Regions from separate parts of the Danio rerio genome. Here region 1 is linked to region 2. Evidence: chromatin contacts called from public Micro-C data. All regions are on one chromosome and are shown on one strand. Each heading gives the region's core, a stretch centred on a gene start, on an enhancer-like site or on the middle of the called end of the contact. The rest is flanking DNA. Distances are from core to core; before and after follow the strand shown. Region 1 holds the start of cnksr2b (connector enhancer of kinase suppressor of Ras 2b). Region 2 holds the start of ppme1 (protein phosphatase methylesterase 1).

Region 1 (5,667 bases), core at 127-2,626, 130 kb after region 2:
TAGCTTCTTTAAGCTGTATTGTCATTTGAGTCTACAGAACAAAAAATTATCCTAATTCAATAACTTGCCTAATTAGTCTTACCTGCCTAGTTAGTTAAGCCTTTAAATGTCACTTTAAGCTGTATAGAAGTGTCTTGAAAAATATCTAGTCAAATATTATTTACTGTCATCATGGCAAAGATAAAATAAATCAGTTATTAGAAATGAGTTATTAAAACTATTTTGTTTAGAAATGTGCTGACAAAATCTACTCTCTAGAAATTGGGGGGTAAACAAGGGAGCAAATAATTCGGGGGACAAATATTCTGACTTTAACTGTACGTCACTAAATATTTTGACTGCAGTTTCTTTAAGAAAACCAGGAAGTGAACAACTTCAAATCGAAAGTGATTCTTATCAGACACATTAGCAGCGCGTAGAAGTAGGTTCGCTAGTAAAGTTTAATATACACGTGTCTGTAGTATCATACGAGTCCACAATTTATGCTAATAGAAAACAGTTTATGGAAAAATCATCAAAAATGCACTAGTTAACCAACCGGGTTAGCGTCGATTTCCGGAATTTTATGCGAACTAAGCTTGATCGACAGGAGAGGGCAGAAACACTGCTAAAGACATAAACAACAAACACGGGTAAGTTTATTAATAGACAGCTGCTATAGCTATACTTTAATATAGGCTTAAAGTTCTTATTAACATAAACTGTGTGTCCAAAAGACATCAAAAAGGCCATATGATTAACGTTTGCTGAACAAAAAGTTTCTTTAAATATTAGGACAAATGGACTTTTCTCAACGTAACTAGCTAGTTTTGTTGTTGTTGTGCACATTAATTAGCATGTTAACGTACCATTTTTTTGCATATTTATGAAGTAAACAGTACTGAACCGGTCCAACCTGTGTTAACAAGAACAACTAAGGTTAAAAAGTCTCTTTACCTCAAACAGCGTTTCTGTCACTGCTGGAAACATCTTAAAAACTCGTGACGCCAAAAGTAAATCAGCACGTTACAGTGCTCTGCTGTACGTTTATAAGTAAGCCCAGACATAAGCAGGCAGTTCATGATTGTCTGTCGGTTGCTAAACTGCCATTTTTGCAACTGGCATCAGAAATTAGGGGACTAAAACATTACTTGTGTGTGTGGTATAGAAAGGGTTAAGCCCTATATAACAAACATCTTCGATTTTAATGCTCACGTCGCAGCACTGCAGTCCTCCTGCAAGAAGAGGCATGGTCCATTCACAAAAAGGCAATTGAGGGTAATCTGCGCATCTCTCTTAACAGGGTAATCATCAGTTTTGTGACAAACGAAGATTAAATAGCAAAACATGGACGACGACGTGGACATGGCGTCAGACAACAGTCTGCCATTAGGAATCGGGGCTTCCGCATTCGGAAGTGAAAATGGGGATGAAGAGGACGTCCTTCCTGAGAGGACACTTCCATTCTCTCTGGGATACTCCGATCCTGTGGGGTAATATGGCTTTTTTGGTAATATGATATTGGTGGGGTGGTATGATTCAGCAGTTGATGTCCATGTTGATGTTCATTTTAGACGCGTGCATGTTCTGTGGTTCAAGTGCGACACCTGCTGGTGAGATAAATCCGCTTTCAAACACAAAAACAAACGTACAATACCATATTCTGTTTTAGTGTTAAAGAACAAACAACTCATACATATTAGAAATTAAACATTTAATTTTATAACACATTTAACCAATTAACTGGCATTGTATAACAGTAGTATAAAAATTCTGTCAGGCATTTTAGGACAGGAATTATTTGATAACAGTAAAAGACTCATTAATTATAGAAAGCTATAATTACATGTTATCTTAAACCTTAAAACAACTAAGTTTTAACCTACCTGTCTTGGCCATTTCTCAGGTTTTTAATAATTTATCATATATATATATATTTTGATTGTTGCTTATTATTCAATAATATATGTAACAGGTTCTGTATATATACAGGTTCTGCTATACACACTACCGTAAGGTTTGGGGTCGGAAAGATTTATATTGTTTTAAAATAAGCTTCTCCTGCTCACCAAGGCTGCATTTATTTAATCAAAAATGCAATTCAAATTTATAAATGTTATTGCACTTTAAAACAACTGTTCATAAGTAGTTTATAATTTAATTTAATCATTTATTCCGGTCATTTTAATTATTAATTTTTAGCTTCATTACTCCAGTCTTCAGAGTCACATGATCCTTCAGAAATCATTCTAATATTAATGATTGTTACTATTATTAATGGCAATAGTAATAAATGCAATAGTGACTGGAGTAATAATTTAATATAAACTACTAAAGTAATATATATTTAATAAATGTTTAACAATTTAACAGTTTTTTGTTAAATTTAACATTTAATAAATGCCACCTTGATGAAAAGAATAATTTTCTCAACAAATAAAAACATGGAGAAAAAAAAATTATAGTGTATATAGTCGACATTTGAAAAAAAAATCTGAATTGTCCTAAGACAAGAATGGGTGTTTTTCAAATGTTTTGATCCACTTCAAATGTTGACTACTATACATAATATAACATTTACACTAAATGACGATAGAACAATTAAAATAGATTTTTGCTAAAGTTTCCAAAAATTTCCACTTCCATTTAATATGCGTTCTATGTATAAATCTCTTTCTAAGTTTAATTTGATGCATACTCCAAAATGGGACATTGTGTCTTTGACCTATTTACTAAGTTTAGTGTTGCCTTATGTACGTGTAGTTAGATGCAACCCATTCACTTACAGTTTACAGTCTCTTGTGTGTAATAAATGACACAATCAAAAATTCGTATTTTTCACCAGACAATATGTGGAGAGAGCAGAGTCGCCTGCATCCAGTTACAACTCCATGGAAAGTAACAGCTGGTCAGAAACAAGAGAAGAGCATGGACCGACTCGCACACAGTAAGATTTCATCAGCGACATTCACTGTTTTGATATAAGCTCAGGGGCAGTTTTATTTACATCTATTGAAAAAATCTCGAGGCCACTTGAACATTCAGTTTCTCTGGATTTATTACATATATTGGTTTGAGTAAAATGTAAATATATTTTATTCTTTAATGGGCATGATCATTTACAGCTTATTCTGGCAGAAAATGCATCTAAAATGACATTGCTTTATTTTGAATTTGGATGAAATGTCATCTGTAGTTTACAGGAAAAAAAAGCTAAATGTTATTATGTTTTACTCCAGCATAACCATACAGTAAATCTTAAATCTAAAGAAACAAGTCCTGATCTCTCGATTTTTTTTATAGCTGGCACAGGTAATACTGTATGTTCATTATAAAGTGTAACAGCATTTTAGAGAAAGGATTTAGGGTTTAGCAGTGGCATATGTAGCAAATGCAGTCAATTAAAATGACACCTACTGTAGAATGTTTTTTTAGAGAGAGATCAGAGACTTTGTTCTCTGTGTGCTTGTGGCTTAGGTTGTCATTCTCGTATGTCTGGTTGGCCAAGATAAGAGTTTAACTTTTTCCACAGGGTTCAGCTATACAGACGGGACTCATCTGCTTCTAGCAGTGATTCCTTTATTAGTGATGATGAAGACTTGAATATGGAGGATGAAGCTGGAGAAAGGTCAGCCAAAGTCACATGATGCATCTCTACTGTTTTGAGTTGAGCCATAACCATGCTTATTAGTTTACGATTCAAAGGTCTTATATTATGTTTTGAGTCATTTTAAGACTGGCAGATGTTGTTTATACTGATTAATGCCTTTAAACATTTGGATATGAGGATTGTTTATTGATTTAATATTCATTCATTTGAAACATTCATCTATATTTATTTAATTTAAAAATACATTTAGTAGGATTTTTTTATGTTTAGATTTTTCACTTCATCCTTAATGTTAATACAATTTTAACATTGCCAATAAAAGGTTTGGGGTCAGTAATATAAAAATGAACCCCTCCTCTTTCGGTTCAAGTCTTCCTCAGAATGCTTTTAACAAATGCTTTATTATGGGCGTGGAGTGCTGCGAGCAAAGGGAGGAGTGGGTATGGCCTGCAGAACAGGGAAAATAGGGGAGCAAACAGTTGGCTCACAAAATGAGAGACAAACCTTAAAGAGACCCATGATTTTATAGTTTACAAAGTTAAAATGCAAAGAAATATACAGCAATTTAATGTCCTGCTACATTTGTTATTCATAATTTCATATAGGTCTATACAAACCACAATTTATTTATACCATTATAAATATAATCATGTTAATATAAACCCTGGGTCTGAATGCAGACACAGTGGAAAGCAGTGCAGCACATCTCTTGTCTATTTCAACCATTAGCCCTGCCAGTAATCTGGAGGATTTTAAACATAGGCGAACACAGCAGCACAGATATAGGTGATGTGTCTGAATGGTAAGGAACTTAACTGATAAAAGACAAAGTCCGCCATTCTCTAATTCTCATACAGCTCTCTTGACAAAAGTGCTTGCTCCACACATACAGCTTTACTGTATCAGCCCTGACAGAATTGCGGGGAAAAACGTGCAACAAACCCTGTGAATCATGGAAACAAACACATACAACCCTTCATAAACAGTTAAATACTATGTGCCGTGTTCAGTCACAGTCTCACTGCCTGGCAGGTTTGCCTTGCCTACGGAAAGCACATGCAGTCATGAATATTCAGTGGTTATTTTTGTAATTTGCGAGGTCCCTGAACAGATCAGGGTGGTGCCGGATCAGATTTCAAAGATGCCGGATCCAGCTTGTTCCAGCGCAAATTAAGCCCTGTGAATAATTAAGAAGCAGGGTCTTCTTCTTTTTCTTTGTTTTTAACAATGGATAGAATAGTGCAGAGAATTGCTAGGAAATAGTTGGTAGCAGAGAGAGGGGAAGGGTCGTCAAAGGACTTCAAGCCGGGAATTGAACTCGGGTCACTATGAGCACCATGGTGCTATATGTCACCGCATTAACCCGTAGGCTATTGGTGCCAACGAAGCAGGCTTCTCATAGGATAAGAATTTTCCGCTATGAATAATAATGAGAAACCAACACGTCACCACTGGACAGGCAGATCAGTGTTACGTCATCGATTTTGATCCCACCCCAAAAAATATTTTAAACCCAGACGATGAAATTAGCGAACAAATAAAACATGATCATTTTGAGCTTTTATGTTGTGTATTATCATGTAACACACAAAATATGTTAAAAAAATCTCAAAATAAATTGCTCAGGCAGAACCTTTTAAGCAGCACAACTGTTTTCAGAAATTCTTAATTATAATAATAATTCATCAAATCAACATAAGAGGGATTTTTGATTGATCACGTGACATCGAAAACTGTAGTAATGATTTCCAAAATTCGAAAAGAAATGACATGAAAATATAATAAAATAGAAAAAGGTTATTTGAAAATATAATTAACTTTACTGCTTTGATCAATAAATGTAGCCTTGGTGAGCATAAAACTTCTCTTAAAAAACATTTTAAAATCTCAGCAGCACCCAAACTTAGTTTGTACTAAGTAGGACAGTGTTCATTTGTTGTCACCTAAATATCTTTTATTTGTACTTTTTGTTTTAAGTGTACGGAAAAAGAGCAAGAGGGAAGCAACTGTGAAACAACAAAATCAACCTCCTCCTGTTAAACCAGAGTTGGAAGTGGATCCAAATGAGAAGAGGCATC
Region 2 (5,145 bases), core at 1,285-3,784:
GATTTCAGACACGGCCAATATATTTTATTTTAAGAAACATATAAAATGTTTTGGAACAGTAAACATGATATATCTTTTCTGCTAGAGATATTGTTCTCCTAAAAAAAAACAATAAATAAAAAATGTATAAAAAAAAAAACTACACATACCGTAGGAACGGTATAACTGAAATTTTTAGAAATTAACACTAATACAGAAACAGTTCAGATGTTTTAGAATGACCAAAACAACATTTCAGATGTTTTACAAAAGACAAAATGTCATCAGACTTAAGAACAGGGGCAGACTTCATGATTTGGGGGTCTTAAACAATTGCAGGTATGGGGCCCTAGCATTGAAACTCAAAACATTCTTTCTATAGATATAAATTTTCTTTAAAGATTTTCATTCATTCATTTTCTTCTCGGCTTAATCCCTTGGGGTCGCTGCAGCGGAATGAACCGCCAACTTATCCAGCTTATGTTTTACGCAGCGGATGCCCTTCCAGCTGCAACCCATCACTGGGAAACATCCATACACACTCATACACTACAAACAACCTTAGCTTACCCAATTCACCAATACCACATGATCTTGGACTTGTGGGGGAAACCGGAGGACCAGGTGGAAACACACGATCACGAGGAGAACATGCAAACTCCTCACAGAAATGCCAACTGACCCAGTTGAGGCTTAACCCAGCAACCTTCTTGCTGTGAAGCGATTGTGCTACTGTGCCACTTTGCTGCCCCTTTACAGATTTTTTTTTGTAAATAAACCACACGATAAAATATATATTTTAAGTGGAACTTTTATCTTCTTAATGTCAAATTAAACACAATAAATTCACAAATAAAACATTATGTACAGTTAATAAGTCATATTTGTGATTAGATTTTAATACTTGCACGTGCAGTAAGAAAAGAATGTTCCACTTTTGAAGAGTAGTAGGCTAATAACGTTAAAATCTTAATAGTTATAGACAGATTTTACAACATTCATTCATTTTCTTGTCGGTTTAGTCCCTTTATTAATCCAGGGTCGCCACAGCGGAATGAACCGCCAACTTATCCAACACGTTTTTACACAGCAGATGCCCTTCCAGCCACAACCTATCTCTGGGAAACATCCACACACATTCATACACTATGGACAATTTAGCCTACCCAATTCACCTGTACCGCATGTCTTTGTACTGTGGGGGAAACCAGAGCATCCAGAGGAAATCCACATGAACGAAGGGAGAACATGCAAACTCGACACAAAATTGCCAACTGAGCCGAGGCTCGAACCAGCGACCCTCTTGCTGTGAGATGACAGCACTACCTACCGAGCCACTGCATCGCCAGATTTTACAACATATTATAGAAAATTAATAAAAAAGCTATATGATTAATATAGGTCTCTGTGCATTGGTTGGGGGCCCCTAAGCGACTGCTTACCTCACTTATTGGTTAAGTCTGCACCTTTAGTCTGAATTCAAAGTACTCATAAATGACTAGAGTACTCAAAGAATGCACTACTTTCAGTGGGATACTAAAGTGGGCATACTTTACCTTGAGCCCAGCAAACAATTTGGTGTTTAATGGACGTCTAATAGACATCTAATCAAAGACAGCTTGGCTAAAACAAGGCTAAACTCGTAAAAAATGTCAGTGAAAATCTAATAGCGATCTAAAAAATAGCCCAAAATAGACAGATTAGACAGACTTTATATCTGTAGTCATTTAATTCTGTGTATTTGATGTTTAGTCTAGTTTTGGCCTATTCTAAGACGTATATTAGATTTTCACTGAAAGCCCAAATGTAGCCTTGTTTTAGCCAAGACGACTGTTAAGACGTCTATTAGACATCTTTTAAAAACAAAAAAAGCTTGCTGGGAGGTCATGGGACAGGATTTGTGAATGGCTAAATAAGCGACGCAACTGACGCTAGCAGGTCACGTGACAATCACAACGCAGCAAACATACTTCCAAATAGCATTAATACTAGAACACACTAGTTAGTACCAAACGAGCAGGAGAAATGATCCGATTCGGGAGAATGACTCGATCATCGCTATCGAGTGAGTCGTGATCGTGCTGCTTGGATGAGACACAAGACGCAGGAGTCACACAGATCAGAGGGGCAGAATTAAACCACATACTGCTGTTAGCTAAACTAAGACAGGTTTGAGAGATTTCAAAGCAGTTACACGTGAAAATATTCAACAGATCTCGAGAATTGTTACGACTCGTGACTCACGAATGTAGATCGTGACAGCAATCGGCCATCAGCGATAAAGGGTTGCTCTAACACCCTGTCTAGTATGTAAGCATTACACGATGGCTAAACATGATATTAAAGTGTAAACTCACCCCATTCTTATTTTAGATCCCGACTGCAAACCTGCCATTGGGGGCTTAGAGGCTAGCAAATTCAAATGCAACTGTTTCTCCATGATGTGAGGAAAACCAAACCCTTTGAGCGCCTAAAACGTCTAGCTTTCTTTGCACCATACGAGTCGCCTTCTATACACACTGCAACTGCACACTTAAGAGAAATGAACGATAAATCGGACTAGCTCAGCAGACAGGTACAGAAATCTATGTTCGCACCAGTAGTCTCCACCCACCAGCACTTTTGCCCGGAGTGCATTATGGTAAGTGTAGTCATGTAACTGGATTTTACTGCTGGCGCTGACGTCACAGTGCATGGAAAGAACTACAACTAACAGCAAACACCAGTTTGGGCTCCTCGGCACGTAAACCAGCCTGAAAACTATGACGTAATGCAATACAAAGGATGATGGATTGATTATCATCAGTCTCCTGAGTGTCTAAATGTGTCTAATTTATTGTTCTTATAATTTTTCTATTGCAAAACAAACAAAAAAAATATTATCGTAAGTTTCCGCTTATTTAATAATACAAATTAATATGCACAGCCTTCACAAAAACCTTTGACCACATATATTAATGAATCTATTAATGATAATTAGTTAATAATAAATTCATAGTTTTTAACCTAATTCCATATTCTTTATCATATATATATATATATATATATATATATATATATATATATATATATATATATATATATATATATATATATATATATATATATATAGCTGATGTCAGAATTATTAGCCCCCCTTTGATTTTTTTTTCTTTTTTTTTTCCTTTTTTGAATATTTCCCAAATGATGTTTAACAGAGCAAGGACATTTTCACAGTATATCTGATAATAGTTTTTCTTCTGAAGAAAGTTTAAATTGTTTTATTTTGGCTAGAATAAAGATATATATATAACATTTTAAGTTCAAAATGATTAGCGCTTTAAGCTATTCATTTTTTCAGTAGTCCACAGAACAAATCGTCTTTATACAATAACTTGCCTAATTACTCTAACCTGCCTAGTTAACCTTATTAACCTAGTTAAGCCTTTAAATGTCACTTCAAGCTGTATAGAAGTGTCTTGAAAAATATCTAGTCAAATATTATTTACTGTCATCATGTCAAAGATAAAATAATTTAGTTTTTAGAAATGAGTTATTAAAATTATTATGTTTAGAAATGTGTTGAAAAAATCTGCTCTCCATTAAACAAAAATTGGGAAAAAATAAAACGGGGTGCGTGAGGTGCTGTTTTTAAAATAATGCTGTTACTTTTTGTTTCAGCAAGTTGCTAAGAAAGTGTGTTGTATTAAACTTATTTAACTTAAACTTATGTAAATACAAATAAGTAAAAAAAAAAAACAAATAAAAAACAATAAAAAAATTATATCACTAATATATTTCATAATTAATAAAAATATAAATTCCAACTTATAGCTACTCAGTACTGCCTGATAATAATAATATAAATTTATATTTTATTTCAAAGTTAACATTTTATAGTTATTATTTTCAATTTTATTTATATAATGCTCTAATTTATAATTATCATTCCAAAGCATTTTTACACATCATTACAATACAATCAAAACGAGTTCAGAGAGAAAGAGACAGATAGTAGATATGTGTAGATAAATGTAGTATCTTTATTGCTGGATTATATATTCATATATTAAATGGATAAACTCTTTAATTAAACTGTATTGGTCACAAAAACACACCAAATATGCATTATATATGTATTACATATATAATATATAAACTGAAACGGGGGTGCACTCATTTATAATCTGAAAGTATTTTTGTTTTTGAAGACAAATAATGAATACACACTCACCAGCCACTTTATAGTACACCTGTCCAACCACTCAATAATGAAAATTTCTAGTTAGCCATGGCAGCAACTTTTGATGGCTACATCCAGCAGCGTAACGCGTCATGTCATAAAGGGCAAATCATCTCAGACTGGTTTCTTGAACATGACAATAAGTTTACTGTACTCAAATGGCCTTCACAGTTACCAAATCTCAATCCAATAGAGCACCTTTGCATCATAGATGTGCAGTCGACAAATCTGCAGCAACTGCGTGATTCTATCAAGTCACTATAAACCAAAATTTCTGAGGAATATTTCCAGTACATTGTTGAATCTATGCCATGAAGGATAAAGACAGTTCTGAAGGTAAAAGGGGTCCAACCCGGTACTTGTAAGGTGCACCTAATAAAGTGGCCAGTGTGTGAAGATGCAAGTAACATCAATGCATCAATACATTCCCAAATGACCAATAGGGGACGCTGTTACCAAACTGATTTGTTGAGATGATGATGATGGACAAGTTGGATGATTTAAAGAGATACAACCTGAGATGGAGTTCAGGTATCAAATTGGTCAATATGGTAAACATAAACTCACCCATCAACAGTAAGTTCATAACATTATGCTGGATGACAATCTTAGCAAATTTGGTTAAGTTAGAAACTTAAGTCAATGATGGCATTATTTGTATCAATGTTCAAGGAAAACAAGACCAGTTTTATGATAAAAGACAAAACTAAACAAACATAATAAGCATGTTTTTAAAAATTGTTATAATTTAACAAGGAGTTACTGCCCGAAAGTTACTGTATCTTCAGGGCATGGTGTTTAAGTTCTGTAGCGATACGTCAATGTGTTTGAAAAATATAGTATTCCACAGCAATCATCAAAATGGGTGAAAATGAGATATTAACCAACGTTAACCAGATGTATACTGGCCCTCACACCAGTCTTGTGGTTTCTCAGTGTACACA

Evidence for each region. Hi-C and Micro-C count contacts between places; a contact is called where the count stands out from the background.
Region 1: a Micro-C map of caudal fin shows a contact between it and region 2, with 11 times the contacts expected there. The contact joins the promoter of cnksr2b here to the promoter of ppme1 in region 2. A contact is called at or near these places in 5 of 18 Hi-C or Micro-C datasets (caudal fin, embryo, hematopoietic stem cells and 1 more) and 3 of 4 datasets of contacts at active chromatin or transcription factors (caudal fin, embryo and gastrula embryo).

The regions. Positions count from the first base shown.
Region 1 is chr21:26,966,609-26,972,275 of GRCz12tu, forward strand. cnksr2b (connector enhancer of kinase suppressor of Ras 2b) reads right to left here and starts at 1,377. Exons shown (of 22, transcript XM_073935398.1): 1 at 937-1,377. It overlaps nlrc3l1 (NLR family, CARD domain containing 3-like 1), which reads left to right and starts at 372. Exons shown (of 7, transcript XM_009295431.4): 1 at 372-632; 2 at 1,283-1,472; 3 at 2,825-2,926; 4 at 3,512-3,607; 5 at 5,567-5,667. The coding sequence starts at 1,327.
Region 2 is chr21:26,832,217-26,837,361 of GRCz12tu, forward strand. It overlaps ppme1 (protein phosphatase methylesterase 1), which reads right to left and starts at 2,535. Exons shown (of 14, transcript NM_199937.1): 1 at 2,337-2,535. The coding sequence starts at 2,419.